Regions from separate parts of the Gossypium hirsutum genome. Here region 1 is linked to region 2. Evidence: chromatin contacts called from public Hi-C data. All regions are on one chromosome and are shown on one strand. Each heading gives the region's core, a stretch centred on a gene start, on an enhancer-like site or on the middle of the called end of the contact. The rest is flanking DNA. Distances are from core to core; before and after follow the strand shown. Region 1 holds the start of LOC107886705 (major pollen allergen Ole e 1). Region 2 has its middle 7.3 kb from the start of LOC107888111.

Region 1 (6,647 bases), core at 232-2,731, 130 kb before region 2:
AGTTATTATTATTATTTGATATTTGATAGTTTTACTATTATTTAATTTTAAGAATATTTTTGTCGACTGAGTCTTAGCTTGGTTAACATTGGTATTGTGGTCAGTGCAAGAGTATGTAGGTTTGCGTGTGTTGGAGTACATTTATCCTCCAATATATATAAGGGTTAGGGGGTTATGGGTAATAATGTTTACATAATTATGAATGTTGTTTATCATTGTGCCATGAAATATTATATCAAAGGCAATGAAGTATTAAAGTAATGGCTATCAATTGAGTATTAACTCGATTGACATAGATATTGTTGTCAATATAGGAGGACATGAGTTCGAGTACGCTAAAGTGCAATTATCTTTCCATTTAAGAGTTGGAGAGCGACTATAAATAATTCTAAATATTATATTAAAAAAACGTAATGGCTATCCATTGTTTTCCATTTTTTTTATTTTCTTTACTTTTAAAATGTTGTTTTATTCTTTCATTTATTTTTCAAAATTAATAGAGTTCTAGTATAAATTAAAACAATTCTCATTTAATTAATAAACACATATTTTTAAAAAATTATAAAATATATAATTTAATAACTTTAAAAAATAAATACCTAAAATCATGTGTAATACACATCAACTAATTTATAAAGGAGTAATCAACAAAAAGAATATAAAGATAAAAAAAAAAAAACAATGTGTGCCTACTAGATGGTAACGTGTGTCACTAATAGAGATGTAACATAAAAGTTAACGAATGGACCTGATTGGAACGGTATGATGGTTTGAGGACTTATTTAAAACATTTTCAAATTTAAATACCAATTTAAAATCAGACCCATAGTTCAGGGACGTTTGGTGCAATAAACTCAATTGGTGCGTGCTCCTAAGTTGTAACAAGTGTCTATCGAGTTCTAGCCAAGATATTGCGAAGCTTCATGATCCGGTTGCTCTTTTTATCTTGTTATTTACACAAAAAGTCCAAGAGTCTCCTCCAAATTAACAACATTCTTATAAGGGCCATAGATTTTAATGATTGAAAATAAGAGAATTTGAAGGTAGAAAAGTGAAATATTATCCCAGTCCGGCTTGTGGGGGTTGTTGAGGACAATTACTCGTGCTCGGACAAATCATATGCCCAAAAATGGGCAGAGACTGCTGCGTATGGGTTGAGCGACTGGTAATAAATTACTCACAACCACAAGTAGAAACAGAGGAAAGCAGGAACTGATACAGAAGTGAACATCAAAAAAGTCCAATGTTCTCATTACATTAATGTGTAGTTGATGACTTGGATTAGAGCTTTCTGTAATTATCGAGGAAAAGACAGAACCCCAAATCAATGTCCTGTCGATTGTCAAATCTGCTACAGAGTAGCAACCTCACTGTCTTTCCAAATTTTATCACATCCAGCCAAGAAGGCTCTTCACATGTCTTTGTTTTTAGTGATTAGATAATAATAATAATAATAAAAACATTTTCAGCTCCTTGCTTTACAGTTGGTCTGGTCCTAACACCAACCACTCACGGGCTGATAGTTACTTGGATACTGCCCATATTTTCTTAAGTCTTACGCTACAGTAAACTGAAATGCTTTCTACTTCAAACAGGTATAAGTGTTGAACTAGAGAAGCCCTAGTGGAAGCTTCTTTTCACTTCTCTCATGTTTGCTAGCTGCCATGGATCCAATCATTCGCCTTCTTCTTCTTCTAGCATCCTCTTTCATGCATCTATTTTCCGCAACAGCTCAACCCCCAAATCCAATCTCTCGGATCACAGTAGTGGGCGTTGTTTTCTGTGATTCCTGTTCAAGCAACACTTTGTCTAGGCACAGCTACTTCTTGCCAGGTAAAAGAGACTAGTATACAACCCCAAACACTGGTCTAATTCATCAAGGAACAGACACACACATACATATAATATATTTGTGATATTTAAAGTTGCCTTTGATTTTACTAGGTGCTGAAGTCAACATTGAATGCAAGTTTAAAGCACAATCACCAAAAACTACAGAGCAAATGAGCGTCTCAGTCAACAGAACTACAGATAAATATGGGGTGTACAAGCTAGAAATACCGCATGTTGACGGGGTTGACTGTGTGGAAGGTTTGGCCATTGAGTCATTATGCCAGGCAAGTTTAGTAGGGAGCAAATCCAAAGCATGCGATGTACCAGGTTTGAAGACATCCACAAATCAGATAACTGTCAAATCAAAACAAGATAATCTGTGCATCTACAGCTTGAATGCACTGAGTTACAGGCCTTCCAAGAGAAATGCCACCTTGTGTAGAAATCACAAACAGTGGTAAAAATATTATGGAAGTTATTTGTTAAAAGTTAGATCGTATTTTATTTTTATTTTTTAAAAATAAGTAAATTATATTTTTATATATTAAATTGAAGGATAAATTAATTTTTTGTTAATAATTTTATTTATTTTTAATATTAAAAATTAATTATTATAAGTCAAAGTACATTCAATTAATTATTCAGTCAATTATATTAATTTTTAATAATAATAATATATGAAAATTTTAATAAAAAATTAGTTCAGTTTTTGGTCTAATATACAAAAACATATTTACTTAATTTAAAAAAAAATTAACTCCTAGGTAATTTTACGCCTGAAGAGCTGTCCCCAACTTCTTTTAACTCCTTTCCTTTCCCAAAATTTGGATTCCCTTAGCCATTTCCCTCGTTACCTCCCCTTCCATCATTCCCACTCCCTCCCCTGCCACCTTTGCCATCATGGCCCTTTCCTCGCTTGCCCTATCCCATTCCACATCCCAATCCACCATCTTTGCCTTTCCCTTTCTCCCCTCACCCTCCCTTCCGTCCTAGCCCATCTCATTTTGTTCCACCCCCTCCACCTGCATTTAATCTAGGAGATCCTACTACTTGGCTACCAGCTCCTCCTTCCCCACCTGGCTTTAATCTGGGAGACCCAACAACCTGGATATCTTACGTTCCCCGCTCCCCTCCAAGCTTCCCCCAGACCCAAACACCCTAAGCATCATTTGGCCTCCTCTAAATTCAATTCAACACCTGAATAATTATGCTTGATTTTGATATCATGTACTGTTATTCTTGATTGAGAAGATTTCATAATTTACGGTATAGAAAGTAGAATGGACTAGCTTACATTTTTAGTAACATTATTATGTATATAGACATGCACTTATCGCCTCCTTTTGCAGCAAATCAGTTCACTAGTGCTATGAATTTGAAATTGTGGGAACGAAATCATTATACCTTCCAATTGCACAAATATATAAAAATTAAAATTTTAAAATATTTATTAAGTATTTTAATAATGGGAGTGTTTGCCAAATAATAATAATGAAAGATGTGTTTCATCACGTTACTAAAACTAATATTCAATTTAAATTCAAGTTCCAACTCCATGGGGAGAATTCTTTCCTCTTTCATTACAGTTTTTGAGTTCATAAGATTTAGAGGGCACAATTTGATTAATTGACTATGTTAATACGTCTATGTATGATGTATCATTGGAAATACGAATGGATGAATGTAGGAATTTAAGTTGGATTTTTTTTTTAAAGAAAATGATGTCAAGTGTTGAAGATAAATTCGTGTATGCAACAAACAAATAAGTAAAGTAAAATCGAAAAGATTGAATATGTAAATTTTACGTGGAAAAATTCTTAAAAAGAAAGATAAAAAATCGCTAGCAAAAGAAGATTTCGCTATAATAAAGAAAGATAAAAAATCGCTAGCAAAAGAAGATTTCGCTATAATAAAAGGAAAGTACAAAAGATAGAGAGAATCAACACAAAACAGATAATCTAAATATTTTTGTTATGTAAAACCTAGAGTAACTAAGGTCTATTTATAGGCTGAATTCATAGCATATATGACTAAAATAACCCTAGGTTAATCAGAGTTTAAGTGAAAAACTAAAACATGATTTAACTGAGAGAAGAGAACTGAGAAATTAGAGAAACAAGTCGCCACATTGTGATGTGGCATTTGCGTCATCGAGACGAAAGCTCTCTTCTCGTCGTGATGTCGGCTGTTCATCGGGACGAAGAACATTTTCTCGTTGTGATGTCACACACTATTTGGTCCGAAAATGCAAGGCATAACTCTACAAATCTCCACATTGACTTGTATTTGACTTGACTCCCTTGCCAAGCGCTATTATGGGCCTAATTTGATCATCATCGGAAACTCACTAAGTCCGAGCAATGCTCGAACTTTGAATTTTGAAGACTCTTTGTCAACATGTTGGTCGGATTGTATTCTGTGTCAATTTTATTAATCTGAACATCCCATTGAATGATCATCTCTCGAGCAAAGTGATAACAAATATCTATGTGTTTTGTCCTTTCGTGATGCATCTAGTCTTTGGCGAGGTGTATGGCACTTTGGCAATAACAACATATGACAGTTATCCCCTTTTCACTTACCGGTTCACTAAACATGTCTTTTAACCAAACCGCTTCTTTTACAGCTTCGGTAATTGCCATGTATTTGCTTTAGTAGAATATAAGGCTACTGCAGCTTGAAGTATAGCTTTCAACTGATGGCATAATCTCCAAAAGCGAATAAATAACCTATGAGAGATCTCATTTGATATAAGTCTTAGACATTATTTGAATCAACATATCCGACTAAACCCTTTTTGCTTCTTCAGAACTCTAAGCATATGTTAGAAGTACCTAGTAAATATCTAAATATCCACTTAATTGCATGCCAGTGTAACTTACTCGATTTGGCCATATATCTACCAACAACATTAACAACATGTGAAATATCGGGACAAATACATACCATTGTATACTTCAAACTTCTAACTATGTTTGAATAAGGTACTTTTGACATACACCTTTCTTTTTTCTCGTGGGGAGAATCTAAAATTGACAATTTAAAATGTCCAGCTAAGGGAGTACTTACCGATTTTGAGTCTTGCATCTCAAATAGCTCAAAGATCTTCTTGATGTACCTTTTTTGTGATAAAAAAAATTTAAAATGTCTATCCCTCGAAATTTCCATCCCCAAAATTTTCTTTGCTACACCTAATTCCTTCATCTTAAACTTAGAGTTAAGCATGATTTTAAAATTTTCAATTTCGGATGGATTTTTAGTTGAAATCAACATATCATCAACATAAAATAACAAATATATAAATGAACCATCATCAAGACATTGTATATACACAACTGTCATACTTCGTGAAAAACCAATACTTATCATGAGGGAGTCAAACTTTATGTACCATTATCGATAAGACTAATTCAAATCGTACAATGATATTTTAAAAAGGCAAACATGATTTTTCTTACCATTAATTCTGAAGCCTTCCGGTTGCTTCATGTATATGTCCTCCTTGAGGTCACCATGAAGGAAAACATCTTTTACATCTAACTGTTCTAACTTAAGATTGTTTGATGTAGTAAGAGCCAAAAGCGCCCGAATAGACTTATGTTTCACAACAGGAGAGAAAACATCGTGAAAATCATGAAATAGTGGTTTTAAGACAAAAAATTTGACGACTAAGTTCGTATAATTAGTATTTAAATTATACAAGTGAATAATAATTTTATATTAAATTTTGATTTGATGAGTTTTAACTAATTGAATTAATGGTTAGTATGAGTGGTTATTCCGGAAGTCAAGTGGTTTTAGAAAATGAGGTATCAAGATCCCATTTCTGTAAACCGAGCTCGTGAATATTTTTATTAAATATTTACAGAGTTGTATTATAGGTGCATTGAAGTTTGGTCTGGTAATTTGGCGATTAGTTGCTTAATTAAGGTAAAAGGATTAAATTGTAAAAGAAGTAAAAGTTAATCGCTACTGATTTAAAATAGTAAATGGGCCAAAATGGTGATTAAACCATGGTAAAAAAGCCCAAGCGGTGGTGGATATGATTAATCCACTAGCTTTTGGACTATTTACTCATTTAGTCCTAATTAGTTTAGGGTTAAATTAAAATAAAGTTTAATTAACTAATAATTTAAAATAATTAAAGGACCAATTATGCAATTAAACCCTCTTTAGATGGTAATTAAACCATATGCTTATATTATGGACATATATGGACATGATTTAGTAATTTTATAAGTTGTAATAAATGGGTAATTTAGTAAATAGTTAAAATTTAAGTTAAAATTAAAGAAATTAAATGATAATATGAACATTTTCTTTTCTTCTTCATGGAAGAAAACCCAAATAGCCATTTTTAGGGTTGGGAAAGTTTCGATCAAGCTTTAATCTCCTATTGGCAAGTGAAATTTCGCCCGTTTTTAGTAATTTTTAAGTTTTTTTGGCTCATATAAGCTTGATTTAGCTAACTCTGAGACTATTGTAAAATTTTTAAACATTTTGGATTATTCCATTAATAATTTTAGTGTGTTCTTGAAGTTTAACGGTAGATTATTAAACTTGATTGCCAAATATGACTATTTTGTAAAGTAGTTTTTAGTAATTTTGATGTTTAAGGACTAAAATGTGAAATAGAAAAATTACATGTACTTTTTGTGTAATAAAAATAAATATGGACTATATTAGGGTCCAAAAAATTTGGTTAAGCTTGAATTTGGTTGAAAATTGGTTAAATTGCAAGTTTAAGCTTAGGGGACTAAATCATAAAAAGTGAAATATTGGGGGTAATTTTATAAAAATTTCAAAAAGGACTT
Region 2 (6,569 bases), core at 475-2,974:
TATGAGAATAGCAGGAGGTAAAGAGAAGCCCATGCTGCAATTAAAGCATGGAAAGTTGAAAATCCCCTGTACAAGATAAATTTAGGAAAGAAAGTTATATTTTGAACAATTTTTTATATAAGAAAAAGGAAAAGAAGAAAAGAACATAGGACAAAAGTGCACCGATTGCTCCATTCCACTTTTTCTTTATCACTTAGTTTTCATATCCTTTGAAACAAAAAGGGCTGATAAAACCTTTTATATCATAGACCTGCAAGAATAATATCAATCATATTTAGAACTTAAACAGAGGGAGAGAGACTATCAGGGAGAGAGACTATCTCAAAACATTAAAAGGCTGTTACTTAGAATCGAGGGTCAGTGTCAGATACAATATAAGGATGCGTCCAACATGGGTATACTAAACCTTTTAAAGTTTTTCCATATATTTAGATCATCATATTTTAGAAAAAAAATATGAAGAGTCTAGGTAACATAGTTTAAAAAGACATATAACTCAATAGGTTGCATTAATCTTGTAAACATTTCAACATAGACCCAAAAAGAGAAGTGAAATTACCATTACTATATAAAAAGGAAATTCTTATGCAGCTACTCAATTTACTTCTAAAGCTAAAGCCAACTTATGATATTTAATGATAGAATTGCATTATGTTTCCAATGCATGATTCTTTTGTTTGGAAATTTTAAATACTCCCACTGTAAGAATATCTGAATCTGAGTATCAGAAATTAGATAAATATGTACATTCTGTATTCTAAAAGTGAAATGTGAATTCTGTTGTACTGATGACAAACCTAATACTGCAGTTATAGGTAGTTCTAAATAGATCAACCTAAGATAAAATGGTTTAAATCTAATCTTCAGTTGGTTTCGCTAATTTCCCTAAATAGTCCACAAACTTTGGCAACTTAGAACAAACCTAATAAACTACTCCAACTTGGGCATGGACAGCAAATGTAGATATGGATAACTTTGACCCAAAATTCAAAGATACAGGTCCAAAAGTGGAACCACTACCAGGGTCTTTTAGTCGTCAGTGTAAAGCTGTCTTATCCTAAGTTTCCCAAACCCTTTTATGCTTCATTTGAGGATAGAATCTCGGGAAGGCAGGTCTTTTATGAGCGTCAGTACAATTTAGTTGCATCATTGTTGGTGCCAAACCATTTTTTTCTCAACCAACCTATTCTTCCTCTCTGCTTTAAGGTACTATTCACAGCCATTCTCTTTTTCTTAATTGCCAATTTCAAAGCCTATTCCTAAATTCTTGATAAAAATAAATGGCAGAAACTGGCCGAATATGATTCTAAGCAATTTTATACAACCATAATTATTACCATTCCTAGAAAAAAAAAAGCTACCAATGGAGCAAATCTATCAACAAGATTTAGGAACAAATTTTAAGTAACACGAACTAGATAAGGCTGAGGATGGTTTACCGAGTGCCAAGATTAGAGTGTATTGAATTTATAAAAGATGGAAATGAAAAAGAAGATTAATAAAAGCCATTGAATTTGACCGAAATCTACGAAGAAGAAAGAGCTGAAAAAAATTCCAATCCACCAAAAATGTCGTTGATAAAAGCAAAAGCATATTGGACTACTTACTAGTTTGCAGGTGATGATGCCCCAAAAGCATGATGCGAGCCAATAAAATTCTTTAGTTGAAAAGGAGCGCAAATCCGCCATACTGCTGGTAGAGAAAGACAGAGAAAGACGAAATTGAATCAAAGACATGTGCAAACCTATCTGTTAGAAAACAACAGTTGCAAAGTCCTGTTCAAAACAAATAATTACCATAAGGTATATATAAGAACATCATACTAGTAACTCAACCAAGTAAATTGAACAACGGTTTAGCAAGAGCATAAGAAATGGATGAGAAAATGGAAATTAAAAGGAAATATCCGACAATGTCCTTAAAATTTTTCCATAAAAGAGATGAAAATGGTAACAGAGACTTTGGAAAGAAAAAGAAAGGCAGGCAACACAGAATGTAAATTGCTAGCAGACAGAGACGGCCTTACCTTTACAAACAAATCCAAAGGTAAATTGAGAAGATATTTGGTTACTTACAGAGAAAGGAAAGGTGGGGAATGGGGGGATGTTGGCGGGGAGGTCAGATAAGAGAGAAGACTTTATTATTGATGTTGGGTGTCTCTCCTAATCGAGATGGGTGTTGCTCAGTTTTTAATAAATCATCTGTAGTAATCCATTTTAAAAAGTTATCATATTCTTAATATAATATTAATTGTTTTATTTAATGTCAAATTCTCTCAGCATATTTTAATACTCAATTTTATGATATTTCGGTTGTGCGGTAATCTTTTGAGTAATTAAATAATTGTCAAAATTTTATAATTTTGTAATATATAAATATAAAAATAAAATAAAAATTCAAGATTAATTTAATATGTTATTTACCTTAATAAAACATAATTTATCCAACAATAATATTAAAATAAAGTAAAATTAAAAAAAAATTTACTCTATATTTTAGAACTTCCATGAATTTTTAGCTCAATGCTCTTTCAAAATTTTAGCTGTTTAAAGAATATTAATTTAATGTTTAAATGTAATTCTAAAACAAGTTAATTTTTTATCAAAATGAGAAATTTAAAGCCTAAGATTTTGAGGCCCAAAACATTGAAAATTGTCACAACTTACCAAGAATTTCAAAATGTTTTGTTTCAAGTAGGCGACTTTAGGAGCTTAGTTCTTTTAACACATAATAAAATTTGGCTTGGAAAACATACAAATGAAAAAATTGCATTTCATACAATAGAAATCATCTCACGAGTCAAAATGAGAAACAATATAAGGCTTTAGAAAGCCTTAAATTTAGTTACCTAAATTTGTTGAAAGTCGTAAATTTGGGATTTCGACTTAAGTTTCAATATAGGGTTTTGGTTTAGATTTTTAGATTTACTTTTTATTTAGGGTTATGATTTTAGTTGTAGTGTGAGATTTATGTTTTGGCTTCGTTTTAGGGTTTCGATTCCTTTCTATTGGGTGGTAATCTCTTGAGTAACTAAACAACTATGAAACTTCTACAATTTTGTAATATGTATAAAAATAAAAATTCAAAATAAAATTTGACAATTAATTTAATATGTTGTTTGCCTTAATAAAACATAATTTGGCCAACAATAATATTAAAATGAAATAAATTCAAAAAAATTGTACTCTATATTTTAAAATTTCCATTACTTTTTGGCTCATTTTAAGCAATCAAAACTAAATGCTCTTTCAAAATTTTGGTGGTTTTAAAAGCTATAAGTTTTGGGTTTCGACTTAGGTTTTAGGTTTGGGTTTAGATTTGCTTTTGTTTTAAGGTTATTGTTTTAGTTTAAGTTTGGGGTTCATTTTGGCTTCATCCTAGGGTTTTGATCCCATGGCATTTTGGTTGTACGGTAATCTCCCAATAATTAAACAAATGTGAAAATTCTACAATTTTATAGTATATATATAAATATAAAAATTCAACAAAAAAATTCATAATTAATTTAATATGTTTTTTACCTTAATAAAACATAATTTGGCAAACAATACTATTAAAATGAAATAAAATTGATTTTTTTTACTTTATATTTGAGATTTTCCATAACTTTTTGGCTCATTTTAAGAAATAAAAACTGTATACTCTTTCAAAATTTTGAGTGTTTTAAGAATATTAATTTAAGGTTCAAATTTAATTCTGAAATATGAAATTTTGTTTAATCAAAAAGATTAACCAAAAGCCTAAGATTTGGGGGTTCAAATCATTGAAAATCCTCACAACTTGTCCAAAATTTCAAAGTTTTCTGTTTCAAGTTGGCTACTTTGGGAGCTTGGTCCTTTCAAGACATAATTCTATTTGGCTAGAAAAACCTACCAATGGAAAGATAATATTTCATGCAATAGAAATCACCTAATGTTTGAGAAGAATAAGCAACAATAGAAGGTTTTAGAATGCAATATGTTGAAAGTCTTAATTTGCGGTTTCAACTTGGGTTTTAGTTTGAGGTTTTGTTTTCAGGTTCTAGCTTCGATTAAGGTTTAGATTTATGATTTTAGTTTCAGTTTACGGTTTTGGTTTTGGCTTTGGTTTAGGGCTTCGATTCCATAGCATTTTGAATGTGTGATAATCTCTTGAGTAACTAAACAAATGTGGATTTTGGGCTCATTTTAAGCAATCAAAACTCTACTCTTTCAAAATTTTGGTGGGTTTTAGAATATTAATTTAGATTTTCAATGTGATTCTAAAGCAATACTTTTTTTATAAAAAATAGTTACCAAAAGTCGTAAGATTTTGGGCTCAAAACATTGAAAATAGTCACAACTTGCTTAGAATTTCAAAGTTTTCTGTTTCAATTAAACTACTTTGGGAGTTTGATTCTTTTAAAGTAAAAGTCAACTTGGCTTGAAATACATACCAATGGAAAGATCACATTTCATACAATAGAAATCATCTCACTTCGACTAGAATGAGCAACAATAGAAGGTTTTTGAAAGCCTTAAATTTAGTTACCTAAATCCGTTGAAAGCTTCCAATTTGGGATTTCGACTTAGGTTTTAATTTAGGGTTTAGGGTTTTAGATTCAATTTCAATTTAGGAATTCAAATTCATTTTTATTTGATAACTTCTCAAGTAACTAAACAAGTATGAGATTTCTATAACTTTGTAATATATATAAATATATAAATTCAACAAATAAATTTAAAAATTAATTGTAACGCCCCCTTTAGCCGAGACCATCACCGGAGTCGAGCACGAGGCATTACTAAACTTATTTGAGCACTTAAACAAATTCAAACAATTTATATCACACTTTCCAGACAAGTTGTCCAACTGCATTATAGACGCAAAAAAAATCATATCTCGAGTTACAAAACTCGAAATCCAAATCAGTAAATTTTCCCCAGATCTAGGCTCATATATATACTTACTAATTTTTTTCTAGAATTTTTGGTTGGGCCAATTAGTACAGTTTACTAGTTGAAGTCTCCCCTGTTTCAGGGTTTGGCTACTCTAACCCCTGTGTACTACGAACCAAATTTCTCCATGTACAGAATTAAAATAACCAAGACGATTGTTTCTCTTAAAAATAGACTCAATAATGAATCCATACATATATAGTATGACTCCTAAATATTTTTTTACAATTTGTAATGATTTTTTACAAATCAGAACAGGGGAGTTCAAAATCACTCTGACCTTGTCTCACAAAAATTCAAATATCTCCTGATATGAAAGTCTTTTGCTTACACCGTTTCTTCTATGTGAAACTAGATTCAATAAGATTTAATTTCATATTTTATTCAACCTCTAATTAGATTTTCATAATTTATGGTGAATTTTCAAATTCAAAGTACTGCTACTGACCAAAAACTGTTTTAGTACAAAATGTTGACATCTTTACTTCATTTCATTTAAACTTTATACATGCCATATAAATCTTCAAACATAAAACAAAAGCTACCGGAATTGATCTGGATAGCGTGCTTTGTTGTGTTGATCCAATCTACTAACTTCACTTCAATTCAATCTACATAAAAATATCAAACACACACAAGTAAGCTTATTGAAGCTTAGTAAGTTCATAGGTTTAAAAGTAATGCTTACCAAACATAATATTTCCAAACAATACCAAAACATTTACTAAAGTTTCCTGTGATTCACAACCATTGTTATAATAATTCACATAGTTGAGTTCAACAATAACAATTACTCAATCTCTTTCATTTGGATCACTTCTCTTTTATTTCTTATAATCAAATTAGGGAACGGCTTACGAAATTGAGTACGTCGGTGCTCAATGCCACGATTTACAACTCAGTATGGTTTTCCTCATTGAAATACCATACCTACATTTTTCAACTCGGTATGGGAAATGCCATACCTACATTTCTTAACTCAGTATGGATTTGATAATACCATACCTACATTATTTCACAGCTCGGTATGGATAATACCATACCTACATTTCACAACTCAGTATGGATGATACCATACCTACATTTCACACTTTGCCATGGAACAACCATAGTCTTATCCGTCAATTCATCACACGTCACGATACGAACGTACTCAATCCTGCGTTTTTCCTAATTTGCATTTCCACATTTATTCTTTCATTAACAAAATTTACACAATCCCACAAAAAATTTCATATATAATAACACATTATATACTTCAATCATTCACAAATAAACATCTAAATTCAACCATATGAAATTACCCGACTAATTTGTAGAAGATATTGAAATTTAGGGACTATTCCGCAACTTTTTCTTTTCCTCGTTCTTCTTTGGATTCTTGATCTATAATATAAAATATTTCTACTCATTAGCATTTATTTGATTTCTATTTCACTTCACAATTTATGCTGTTCAAATTTTGAAATTACACTTTTACCCCAAAATTTACAGTTTTCACAATTTAGTCCCTGCTCAATTCACCCATCAATTGAACTAATTTTTATCAATTAACACTTTATTTTATCATTATAAACTATTTCAAAACCTTTTATATTCTGAATTTCAATAGCAACCTTCAATTCACAATTTTTTCACAATTAGGTCCTAAAT

Evidence for each region. A called contact is a pair of places that touch in the nucleus more often than the background predicts.
Region 1: a contact with region 2 is called in a Hi-C map of seedling, with 2.6 times the contacts expected there. The contact joins the promoter of LOC107886705 here to the enhancer-like site in region 2. A contact is called at or near these places in 10 of 34 Hi-C or Micro-C datasets (callus, fibers, hypocotyl and 3 more).

What each region holds. Positions count from the first base shown.
Region 1 is chrA03:103,946,903-103,953,549 of Gossypium_hirsutum_v2.1, reverse strand. It overlaps LOC107886705 (major pollen allergen Ole e 1), which reads left to right and starts at 1,481. Exons shown (of 2, transcript XM_016810755.2): 1 at 1,481-1,833; 2 at 1,945-2,375. The coding sequence starts at 1,665. The coding sequence ends at 2,294.
Region 2 is chrA03:103,819,391-103,825,959 of Gossypium_hirsutum_v2.1, reverse strand. No RefSeq gene overlaps it. Among protein-coding and RNA genes, the nearest start is that of LOC107888111, 7.3 kb to the right of the region's middle. Within about 2 kb of position 1,724, at least 7 of the 9 cell types and tissues checked have an H3K27ac peak or open chromatin away from gene starts, as enhancers often do. A contact at or near this core is called in fibers and leaf, where this site is marked.